Linked DNA regions of Mus musculus: region 2 is linked to region 1. Evidence: chromatin contacts called from public promoter capture Hi-C data. All regions are on one chromosome and are shown on one strand. Each heading gives the region's core, a stretch centred on a gene start, on an enhancer-like site or on the middle of the called end of the contact. The rest is flanking DNA. Distances are from core to core; before and after follow the strand shown. Region 1 holds the start of Krtap13 (keratin associated protein 13). Region 2 holds the start of Krtap20-2 (keratin associated protein 20-2).

Region 1 (6,286 bases), core at 2,381-4,880:
TGAGAGAATTCCTGGAAACTGGTCGCAGCAGTTCTTGGAAACCTGCACAGGAAACCAGTTGGTTAACAGATGGTTATTAGCTTTGGGGATTGATTATGATTGTGAGCTGCAAATGCCTCATTTGTGAGCCTCTGTTTTCAAAATCTCTGGCTTTGTACATGTGTGTCTGAGTGTGCTTTAAGAGTTTTCTGGAAGAGTCGAGGCGACTAGCTGTAATCCTGAAAACTGCTGGCTGGCCTCCTGTTAATTGCAGAAGGTGGAATCAACTTACAAATTAGCAGACCACAATTTGGTGTCATGTATTTAATTGCTGGAATAGAGAGAGAATTGGAACTGTATGCTGGAAAGTTTAGCTCTACAGAATTGAAGGATAATTACATTGCTGGTGGCACTGAGTTTGGTCTAACTTGTGGCCGTAGTTATAAAACACTATAGCAGTGTATTGTGTCCTGAATTATGCACTCAATGTACACTTAACATAAACAAACAAGCAAACAAACATACCACAGGGCAAGACTACATGCAGCACTCCCATCCCACCTAAATTGTGAACCTCCGTAAAACAACTCGGCTAGCTCACTGCTGAAGTTCAGTGCTGCATACCAGTGCGAAGGGAGTATTGTACCATATATCACTTGCCCATGAGGAGAGCAAGATTTTAAATTCAATGTGCATGTTTGAATATCTCATAATAAAAACTCTCATTTTGTACAGTGAATATATTCTGATAGCATTTTTACAATGCAGAGTGAAATTTTTACTGAATACATATCCCTTTTAAATCTTCCTAATAGAGTAATTATAATTCAAAGACTGTATATTATGGACCCCCATGTTCTATCCTTTTGAAATGCAGAAAGCCATCCCTGAGTCTGAAATCTGGGGACAGTTAACAGATTAACCTCTGCCTGGTCAGGAAACTAAAGAGAGTCTTTCCAATCCTAGCTGCTGCCGGTGCTTTGAGAGAGGAAACTTGGCAATTTATCTTGGGTAATGATTATGAACATATGATGACAGAGATCCTGAAAACCTAAAAAAGATTATGCAAAAGACTGACTTCACTATTTTCCATGGCAACTTTTATGATATTGCTAGGTGATATTTGCTCCAAATTTCACTTTATTTTTACTTTTTTTCCCAATAACTATTAAAGCATCATAATTATTTGCTAAGAAACAGTGATGAAGGAAGGGAAAAAATGTCTGCCCAGGAAGTTCTCTCTGGTGTTGAGAATACACAGAGTAACAGAGAGTCTGGTTGCAAACATAGCACTACAATAACCAAGTTGTAACCTTTGAAAATACATCCAGTTCTTCTGTATCTGTTGCTACCTCCTCATAAGTGCATGCAAGACAACGAATGCTGTCTGCCACTGCTTTCATAGTTGACACTCAGTTACTGCCCTGGGGGAGGAGGAAGTATGCTTGATGTCAGGAAGGGGAATGCACATAAGACCAGAATTTTGACAGGTGTCCAATACTCAGTGCTCCACTCCTAATTTCAGAGAATTGTTCACTATCCCATAAAACAAGAATGGGTAAAACATGCTATTATTACTTGATATGAACACTGATTCCTTATGTTATCAAATCAGTTATTTTGTTCTATATTTGTTGTGATTTTATTAACTATTTCTTCAATTTATAGTTAAGAATAGCTACCTTATGCTGAATGTAGCTATTCTTAAGTTTGTTGTCTTCCTACTTACACAAATGAAAATAATTTTAACACACTCGAAATATTAATTGACCTATGGGGACTAAACAATTATTAAAAAGTAACACTCCTGTAGGGTAACATCACCAACCAAGAATTAACACACACATACACACACACACAGAGGGGGGGAGAGGGGGGAGAGAGAGAGGGAGAGGGAGAGGGAGAGGGTGGGAGAGAAGGAGGGGAGGGAGGGAGGGAGGGAGAGAGAGAGAGAGAGAGAGAGAGAGAGATTACTCTTCTCTGTTAAAATCCCTTATGTCTTACCATGACCTGATGATGTAAACCCATTTTTTCTTATATTCTTCCAGTTTCTGACACATTCTATCCTTTGAAATGCATAGAGTAGTCACAATTTTTAACAAGAGTCATCAGTTCTTCTTGTCTTTAGTTACCAAGAAACTTCATGCACAGACTTGAAGTGGTCAGGAATATCTGCACTAAGAAGAAAAGAATACCTGGAAACCAAATAAAATCAGTGTGACCCTCTTAGCCCTCTGAAGCTCATGCTGAGTAGTAATCAGGATCAATGCTAATTAAGGCATTGCATAAACCAAATAGCTGACAACACACACACACACGCACGCACGCACGCACGCACACACGCGCACGCACACGCGCACACACACGCACGCGCACACGCACACACAAGCACACGCACACGCACACACACACACAATGAAGGAGAGAATTATTTTGGCTCACGATTTGAGGATCAATTTCACCATAGTTCAGAAGGCATTGAGGCAGAAGCAGCTTTGTCACAGCAGCAGCCATGTGAGGCTAATGCTCACATCTTGATGGTCCAGGCAAATACACAGATCAAGCAGGATAAGCAATAAAACCCAAAATCTTGTCCACGAAGATACACACTTCTTCCTGTTAGATCCCACCCTGTAAAGGTTCCACAGTCTTCCAAAATCATACCCTCATCTTGAGACCATATAATGAACAGAGAAGCCCCTAGGGGATTATTATTATATTCAAAATACAATCCATTATTTGTAAATAATAACATTAAACACATAGGTTTGCAACAGAAACAAGAGTTTATTGAGAAAAAATTACTTGAGTTTGTAAGTTTGGGAGAAGTGAAAAAATTATCAATTTTATCAACATTGTGGTTAAATTTTTCATGAGTTGTACAGTTTGACAGAATTTCAAATATGAGGGCTAGAAAGGAAAAAGTAGCAGATAATGAAAATTTCAAGATTTCTCGAGGATAAAATGAAAAGACAATTTTACTACAGAATCTGCATTCAGTATTGGCACTGGAGACTCAACAGATTACTCAACAGAAGCGAGATGTGTAGAGTGGCTGATAACAAGAATAGAAATCCCTAGAAGGGAATGAAAGTGGAGTACAGACAACAGATCTGTGATATCTGGTAGGAAAGCTAAAGACTCCGTAATTCAGAGATCTGAAGCCACTGGATCCACAGCCCACTGGGTAGCAGCTTCTAGAGCCATAGCCCAGGGAACTGCAGCTTCTGGACCCAAAGCCCAGAGAGCCAGCATATGTCCCCTGGCAGGGTGTGGAGCTGCTGGGGTAGTAGCAGGGCTTCGGGCAGGGGCTGGGCACCACACAGGACCTCTGGCAGCTAATGGGCTCAATGCAGGTCTCCTGACAGCGGATGGGCTCAATGCAGGTCTCCTGGCAGCGGATGGGCTCAATGCAGCTCTCCTGGCAGCGGATGGGCTCAATGCAGCTCTCCTGGCAGCCACTGCGCACAGAGGAGCTCAGCTGGCAGGTGCTGGGAGAGCAGCTGGTAGTGGTGTAGACCAGGTTGCTGGGGTAGGAAGAGCCACGGCAGGATCCTGAGGAGGGCAGGCAGCTCCTAAGGGAGCGGGAGGAGAAGTTTCCAGAGCAGCAGCTGTAGACCATGTTGAGAGGAGGCTGAGGGTTGGATGTTAACAGCGAGTTTGTGAGTTTGAATGTCACCCAGTGGAGAGCCGGGTTTATATACTCTCAGAGGCAGGTGTGGTACCCAACAGTCTCATACTTGATGCATTTGTGTGCTTCCTGGTTTACAAATGTGTAACTCAGCAATCTCTGTAATTGTAGCTGCATTTGAATAGTTTTCTGCACAGTACATTTATGGGTGTTGTAACAAAGGCCAAAGAGCTACTCCTATCTACAAAATGCTATGACTATTTTATATTAACACCTTCCCCCTCCTAGCTATGGAAGCCCTTTCCACTCCTGTAGAATATACTACTTGCCTGTGCTTGATTGTACATTTCTGCCTCTGCTGGGGAAGGGTTCTTTTCTAAAACTAGAGAAGGAGATATTGTTGATTATCTGGTTGCTAGATCTGTTTCTATATGGATAGAACTATTCATAAGAATGGTCCGTCTTGTCAACCTCCACTGCCATATTGCCAAATCCCCTTATTGCAATTCCACATAGTGGTCACTGAATACAATTATAGCATGGGCTACACTTATACATTGTTTATCACATCAAATAGAAATAGATTCAAGAAAGATAAAACCAATGGACTAAGAGAGGCAGCAAAAGACTGACGTTAGTCATTGAAAAGGATCTCAATGGAAACAGTTCCATTTGAGTGCAGGGAGAAAATAAGTATAAGAATAGAAGTGAAGGAACAGTGAGGGTTTCCTTGTTGTTGGGTTTGTATTTTTTAAAACATAATCTTGCGGTGCTGTCCAGGCTGTGTTGGAATGAGTGATCGCTCTGCCCGATCTTCCTCAATGCTCAGACTGAAGGTGTCAGGCTTTTCTGCTGTTCTTTTACAGTTTCTTGTCTTATTTCAATGCCTGAATAATCAATCTTTATAAATTAACAATGCTAAAATTTTTCTTATTATCCTTCCATCCTCTGCACTTATAATCTTTGACATTTTCTAACCATTTCAGTATGCCCCTAACTTCTCATGCTGTTGAATATAGTAACTTTTTGTCAGTCATATGTCCTGGTACCCAACTACACTTTATTGCCTAAGTATGATTTCTCATCCTTCCCTAGTTTCTTTTTTTTTTCTATTCTAAGGTACATAAATGTGTAAACCACTACCACCACCACCACCTCCTCCTCCTCCTCCTCCTCCTCCTCCTCCTGTTCCTACTCTTTCTATTCCTCCTCCTTTCCCTGCTTTTCTTCTCTCATTTTCTCTCCTTCCATCCCTTTTTCCTCCCTCTTACCTAGACTTATCATTTTGTTTCTTCTGCCTTTAAATTTCACTTTGTCTTTTATTTTCTTCTTTGCTTTTTTGAAAAATTAATTTACTATTTTTTTCCTATCAAACTATAGATTTAAAGCTGAAAATATGCTAGGTATACTTATCAATTTCTTAGTATATAATCACCTTTTCTACATTCACTGATAAATTATTCTGTTTTAAAATACATACAAATGATATTCAGATACAACAGGAATTTACTGCTACAGTCTATGAAAAAAATTCTCATTTTTCTAATAAAATCTAAGGCATTTTAATACTGATAAATCTTGCGTATATAGTAGTAGAGAAAATACTATAATTGAGACAATAAAACTTAAAGAGGGATGATGTGAAAATACAAAATACTTCCCCCCTTTTTGGTTTCAGTTCTTTAAGAATAAAATTCATATTGTGTTATTTTGTGCGTTATGTTAAGAGCTTATCAATAAGAAAATGTGGGAAATATTTTTCCCATTTCTTTTCCTGTTATTGCTTCATAAATAACTCTTTACGTTATCTTGAAAACAAATAGGTATTCAAAACAAACCGTAATTCTATAATGTAAGAATGGATTCAGTGATTTCTTCTTCCGGTACTTTGCATTCTGTTCATGGACCCTTCTGTAATCTAGTTGTTATGAATACTCGAACCCATTTTTTTGTCTCTATAGTGTTATAATCTTGTCCACATAAATTGAGATAATTTTTAATGTTTTTCAAAAAGACCTACCTTTGAAATAAATTCATGTGCGATTGTACTATTTCATCTGTATAGCTGTATATGATTATTTTCATCTAATTATCCATCAAAATGGAAAAACCTGAATAATTCAAATAGAATGTCAGACTTGGGATGCTACTAATGCAAAGCTTTTGATATTTGATTGCAGATTCTCATCAATAGGTGATAAAATGATGTCTTTTGATATTTGAGTTATTTCTGAAAGAACCTCATTCATACAGAAGGTCATGGCTTCTCCTTATAATCTCAATGGATCTGTCACTCACAAGCCCAGCATGTTGCTTTTAAAAATGATTTAGAATAAAATTTCCATAAATAAAAATCAATATCATCTATATTGAAATTCTATTTTAATGGTTCTTTTTAATTAGATATTTTCTTTATTTACATTTCAAATATTATCCCCTTTCCTGGTTTCCCATCCGAAAACCCCTTATCTCATCCCCCTACTACCTGCTCAGCAACCCACCTACTCCTGCTCCCAGTCCTAAAGTTCCTTTACACTAGGGCATTATGCCTTCAGAGGACCAAGGGTCTCTCCTTACATTGATGTCTGACAAGGCCATCTTCTGCTACATATATGGCTGGAGTCATGGGTCCCTCCATGTGGACTCTTTGGTTGGTGATTTAGTCCCTGGGAGCTC
Region 2 (6,561 bases), core at 3,929-6,428, 450 kb after region 1:
ATGTCTGACCTAAACTACAGAGCAATTGTAATAAAAACTGCATGGCACTGGTATAGCAACAGACAGGTAGACCAATGGAATAGAATTGAAGACCTAGAAATGAACTCACACTCCAGAAAATCAAATAACCCCATTAAAAAATGGGGCTCAGAGCTGAACAAAGAATTCTCACTTGAGGAATACCGAATGGCTGAGAAGCACCTGAAAAAATGTTCAACATCCTTAATCATCAGGGGAATGCAAATCAAAAGAACCCTGAGATTCCACCTCACACCAGTCAGAATGGCTAAGATCAAAAATTCAGGTGACAGCAGATGCTGGCGAGGATGTGGAGAAAGAGGAACACTCCTCCATTGTTGGTGGGATTGCAAGCTTGTACAACCACTCTGGAAATCAGTCTGGCGGTTCCTCAGAAAATTGGACATAGTACTACTGGAAGATCCAGCAATACCTCTTCTGGGCATATATCCAGAAGATGTTCTAACCGGTAAGAAGGACACATGCTCCACTATGTTCATAGCAGCCTTATTTATAATAGCCAGATGCTGGAAAGAACCCAGATGCCCCTCAACAGAGGAATGGATACAGAAAATGTGGTACATTTACACAATGGAATACTGCTCAGCTATTAAAAAAATGAATTTATGAAATTCCTAGGCAAATGGATGGAACTGGAGGGCATCATCCTGAGTGAGGTAACCCAAACACAAAGGAACTCGCACAATATGTACTCACTGATAAGTGGATATTAGCCCAGAAACTTAGAATACCCAAGATATAAGATACAATTTGCTAAACATGAAATTCATGAAGAACGAAGACCAAAGTGTGGACACTTTGCCCCTTCTTAGAAATGGGAACTAAACACCCATTGAAGGAGTTACAGAGACAAAATTTGGAGCTGTGACGAAAGGATGGACCATCTAGTGATTGCCGTATGCAGGGATCCATCCCATAATCAGCTCCTAAACGCTGACACCATTGCATACACTAGCAAGATTTTGCTGAAAGGACCCAGATATAGCTGTCTCTTGTGAGACTATGCCGGGGCCTACCAAACACAGAAGTGGATGATCACAGTCAGCTATTGGATGGGTCACACGGCCCCCAATGGAGGAGCTCGAGAAATTACCCAAGGAGCTAAAGGGAACTGCAACCCTATAGGTGGAACAACATTATAAACTAACCAGTACCCCGGAGCTCTTAACTCTAGCTGCATATGTATCAAAAGATGCCCTAGTTGGCCATCACTGCAAAGAGAGGCCCATTGGACTTGCAAACTGTATATGCCCCAGTACAGGGGAACCCCAGGGCCAAAACGGGGGAGTGGGTGGGCAGTGGATTGGGGAGTGGGTATGGCAGACTTTTGGGATAGCATTGAAAATGTAAACGAGGAAAATAACTAATAAAAATAAAATTAAATTAAAAAAAAAGAAATGAACTCACACACCTATGGTCACTTGATCTTTGACAAGGGAGCTAAAACCATCCAGTGGAAAAAAGACAACATTTTCAACAAATGGTGCTGGCACAACTGGTAGTTATTTTGTAGAAGAATGCAAATTGATCCATTCTTCATCCTTTGTACAAAGCTCAAGTCTAAGTGGATCAAGGAACTTCACAGAAAACTAGAGACACTGAAACTTATACAAGAGAAAGTGGGGAAAAGCCTCGAAGACATGGTCACAAGGGAAAAATTCCTGAACAGAACCTCAATGGCTTGTGCTGTAAGATCAAGAATTGACAAATGGGACCTCATAAAATTGCAAAGCTTCTTTAAGGCAAAAGACACTGTCAATAAGACAAAAAGGACACCAACAGAGTGGGAAATGATCTTTATAATCCTAAATCAGATAGGGGACTAATATGCAATGTATATAAAGAACTCAAGAAGATAGACTCCAGAAAATCAAATAACCCTATTAAAAATGGGGTACAGAGCTAAGCAAAGAATTCTTAACTAAGGAATACTGAAGGGATGAGAAGCACCTGAAAAAAATGTTCAACATCCTTAATCATCAGGTAAATGCAAATCAAAACAACTCTGAGATTCTACCTCACACCAGTCATAATGGCAAAGATCAAAAAATCAGGTTACAGCAGATGCTGGTGAGGATTTGTAGAAAGAGGGACAGTAACAACTCCATTGTTGGTGGGATTGCAAGCTTGTACAACCACTCTGGAAGTCAGTCTATTAGTTCCTCAGAAAATTGTGCATAGTACTATGGTGATATCCATAAATACCTCTCCTGGGCATATACCCATAAGATTTCCCCACTTTTAATAAGGACATGTGCTCTACTATGTTCATAGCAGCCTTATTTATAATAGCCAGAAGCTGGAAAGAACCCAGATGTCCCTCAACAGAGGAATAGATACAGAGAATGCGGTACATTTACACAATGGAGTACTATTCAGCTATTAAAAGCAATGAATGTATGAAATTCTTAGGCAAATGGGTGGACCTGGAGGTTATCATCCTGAGTTAGGTAACCCAATCACAAAGAACACACATGATATGTACTCATTGCCCATTAACTTAGAATACCCAAGATACAATTTGCAAAACACATGAAACCCAAGAAGAAGGAAGACCAGAGAGTGGATACTTTGTCCCTTCTTAGAATGGGGAACAAAATACCCATGGAAGGAGTTTGGAGGCAAAGTTTGGAGCTGAGATGGAAGAAAGGGCCATCCAGAGACTGCCCCAGGCAGGGGCCCATCCTATATACAACAACCAAACCCAGACAGTATTGCATATGCCAGCAAGATTTTGCTGACAGGACCCTAATATAGCTAACACTTGTGAGGTTATGCCAGTGCCTGGCAAATACAGAAGTGGATGCTCACAGTCATATATTGGATGGAACACAGGGCCCCTAATGAAGAAGCTAGAGAAAGTACCCAGGGAGCTAAAGGGGTTTGCAACCCTATAAGAGGATCAACAATATGAACTATCCAGTACCCCCCAGAACTATGTATCTAGTTGCATACATAGCAGAGGATGGCCTAATTGGCCATCAATTGGAGGAGATGCCCTGGTCTTGTGAAGATTATATACCTCAGTACAGGGGAATGCCAGGGCCAGGCAGCAGGAGTAGGTGGGTTGGGATGCAGGGCGGGGGGGGGGGTGTATAGGGGACTTTCGGGATAGCATTTGCAATGTAAATGAAGAAAATATCTAATAAAAAAGGGGAAAAGGCTGCACAGTGGTGTGAAGATTCAAGGTCAGGGAAAGCTTGAGTTCTCCATGTTCTGTGACTCAACTATGTGTTCATCCACAAGGTCTTGTGGTCAGATTCTCAAGGATAAACAAATAACATTGGCTGTAGCCTGCCATTTTTAGAGGCATATGGGGCTACACTGGTCAAGAATTCCTAAAGAGATAGCATATGTCTGATACTGGCATTTTTACTTGTTATCCTGCTGAGTCTAGGGTGGGTGTTGTAGCCCCCATTATAGTGTTACTCCATTTTAAATATATTTGGAATGCAAGCTTCTACAGTGACAAGCATATTTCCATCAACTTTCTTATAAGGTCTTTGGTGTTATTTATGATGACTTTCTTGCTTTTCCTCATCCAGCCTACTTAACCCTCTTGTTCTATTATAACTTTTCCCCCATTGTTATCACTGCATTTTACCTCAACTCCATGGAGAGCACTTACCACATGCACATCTACATTAACTCATTGATATCTTGACCTCTAAAGAGATATAGTAATTTAAACTTCATCGAGCTAACATTAAAATAGGGATGAGACACTGAAAATGGAATCTGACAAAGAATAGCCCATGACCTCAGTGGCTCAGAAAAGAATTTCAGGTAAAGAACAGCAGTAACTCAAGACATAATCCATCAACATATAAACATGACCTCATAAAACTAAAAATTTCTGTACAGTGAAGAACACCATTATTCCCATAAAGATCACCATCAAACACCCAAAACTATTTTGCAATTTCTCATTATCTCAGTCAGAATGGCTAAAATGAAAAGCACAACATTTGGAATGTAAATAAATAAAACAATTAAAAAAAAAAGAAAAGCATAAAGGACTATAAATGCTGGTGTGGATTTAGAGAAAGGGAAACATGTATTTGCAGTTGTTAGAAGCTCAAATTTGTACAGCTACTATAAAACTCTGTGTGAACATTCCTCAAAAAAAAAAAAAAAAAAAAGATCCTAGAAGTGGATCTACTGCATGATCCAGGTTTACCAAGATTGGCAATATATACAAAGGTCTCTATATCTTACTAAACCTGCTTATCAGTGACCATTGCTGATCTATTCAATATACCCAGAAAGCAGACTGTCTCAAGGTCTATCTATAGATAAACATGTAATAAAACTATGCTAGATTTATGGAATGAAACATTATTCCTCTGTTAGGATAAATGAAATTATGAAAATTGTAACAGAAAGAATGGAGCCACAACAATGAGCTAAATGAGACCTAAAAGCAAAATGCCACATATTTTGTGGATGTTAGACTTGAATCTTCAAATATACATTCTTACAATATCTCATGTAATGTTATAGTATTTTTGTAGATTCAACTTTATGTATTGCCCTTTTTCTTTAAATTTTATATATGATTATATATAAAGCTTGTATGACCATGATTTTAAAAGAAGTATGTTCTGCTGATTTTAAAGCAATTTATAATCAAAAAAGGCTTAAGAAAAACACCAAATATACTAATATAAGATGCCAAATGCCCACCAAAATAACAAACAACTTAACCAATTGTTCACGAGAAAGACTCAAAAAACTTATTCCTCAATACAAAATTCATTCCAAAAATAACAAAACAAAAGAGAGAAAAATATCAATCTTCTTCCTTCTCTAGGTCAATGGAAATTAATATATGCATATCTATGTATAATGGAGAAAAGTGTAATGACTTGTATCATGTGACAGAATCATGTCATGTATTCACTAATCTACTATAAGGAATGGTATGAAGAGTTGAAAAATAAATCAGATTCCCTGATTTGACTGTGGAATCATGTAGGAGCACAATTATCTCAGTTATGCAGCCTTGTGTGTCCAGTACATGACAACACTTAGGGTGTTTTATGAAGCATAGCAGTGAGCTATGTGGTGCTGCAACGCCTGTGGTTTCCACAACAATAACCCTGGCATATAAAAGGCCCTTGGTAGATTGTGACATCCAAACTAAAGAAACACACTCCTATTCCTCAGCTGAACTCTCCACTCCTGACACCATGTGTTACTATGGCAGCTACTATGGAGGCCTGGGCTGTGGCTATGGTGGCCTAGGCTATGGCTATGGCTGTGGCTATGGCTGTGGCTATGGCTGTGGCTATGGCTGTGGCTATGGTGGCTATGGTTATGGCTGCTGCCGCCCACTCTGCTATAGAAGATACTGGTCCTGTGGCTTCTACTGAAGAGCTTCAGCAGCTGCCCAGAATGTTGCCTATAAACTGCTGTCTTAATGAAGTGCTTATAAGCTTCTTCACATCAAGAACTCTTAAATAATTTCAAATATTCTAACTTTATAATGTAATATCTGATTTTAAAAATATGAAACTTAGCATCTTCTACTTATGCCCTCACCTTCAACTGGATTATGTGAGCACTTATAGTTTGGCACCATCTTTGAAACATTTTTTTTTAACATGATCAAATATGACTCTCAACCTGGGTATAGAAATATAAGTATTATCAAATAAACTTTCCAAAAAGTAAATTTCCATATTTCATCAGCTTTCATATGTTTTTCATTTGTATGCGTTTGGTCCCATTGTGTATTCACAGAGGAAAGGGGTGTGGGAGATAAAAGGATATGTTAAAAATGGACTTAGATCTGGGTAAAAAGAGGGAAATGGGAAGAGAAGGAAGGAGGGGGAAGGAGGGAGGAGAATGAAAGGAGAGAGAGAGAAAGAAAAGCACATCTACTCATGCACATTGGCTCCATATCTTTGCTATTGTGAACAATGTGACTGTGGACTTGATAGTGTTGGTAGTACTTTAAGATGGATTGGATTTCCTTTAGTTAAAATGCGGTGGCATGGCCTCTATTTCATACACATAGGCACACATATATACATGTAGAAGATATATATATATATACATATATATGTGTGTGTGTATTAATATGTATGGTTTTGTTATAAATATATATTACATAGTTAGTATATATAATATTTCAGTATATATACTTATACATAATTTATATATATTTATTATATGTGTTACAGGGAGTGATAAATGCTATGATATTTTCTGTCATGGCTGTACCATCTCACATTCTGTCCAACAATGCAAAAGGGTGCCCTTTTCTCTACAAAGTCTGCATCATTAATCTTTCTTCATTCTAGTATTGTCTAACAGTTGTGAGATGCAATCTCATCTTGTTCTTGATTGGCATCTCTGGGATATTAGCATAATAGAACCTTATCATATCTTTTGACCATTTGTATCTTGTCTTTTGACAAATATTTGTTCTAATTCTCTGCTCATTTTAGCATCATTTTAGCTTTTTGGCTGTTTAGCTGTGTGTGTCCCACATCAATTTTGTGTATTAACGCCTTG

Evidence for each region. Promoter capture Hi-C pulls out the DNA fragments that hold promoters and counts their contacts.
Region 2: a promoter capture Hi-C map of hippocampal neurons shows a contact between it and region 1, with 2.1 times the contacts expected there. The contact joins the promoter of Krtap20-2 here to the promoter of Krtap13 in region 1. A contact is called at or near these places in 2 of 39 promoter capture datasets (the 3T3-L1 cell line and hippocampal neurons) and 1 of 9 other capture datasets (liver).

The regions. Positions count from the first base shown.
Region 1 is chr16:88,747,998-88,754,283 of GRCm38.p6, forward strand. Krtap13 (keratin associated protein 13) reads right to left here and starts at 3,631. Exons shown (of 1, transcript NM_010671.1): 1 at 2,747-3,631. The coding sequence starts at 3,601. The coding sequence ends at 3,008.
Region 2 is chr16:89,200,683-89,207,243 of GRCm38.p6, forward strand. Krtap20-2 (keratin associated protein 20-2) reads left to right here and starts at 5,179. Exons shown (of 1, transcript NM_001163615.1): 1 at 5,179-5,712. The coding sequence starts at 5,232. The coding sequence ends at 5,414.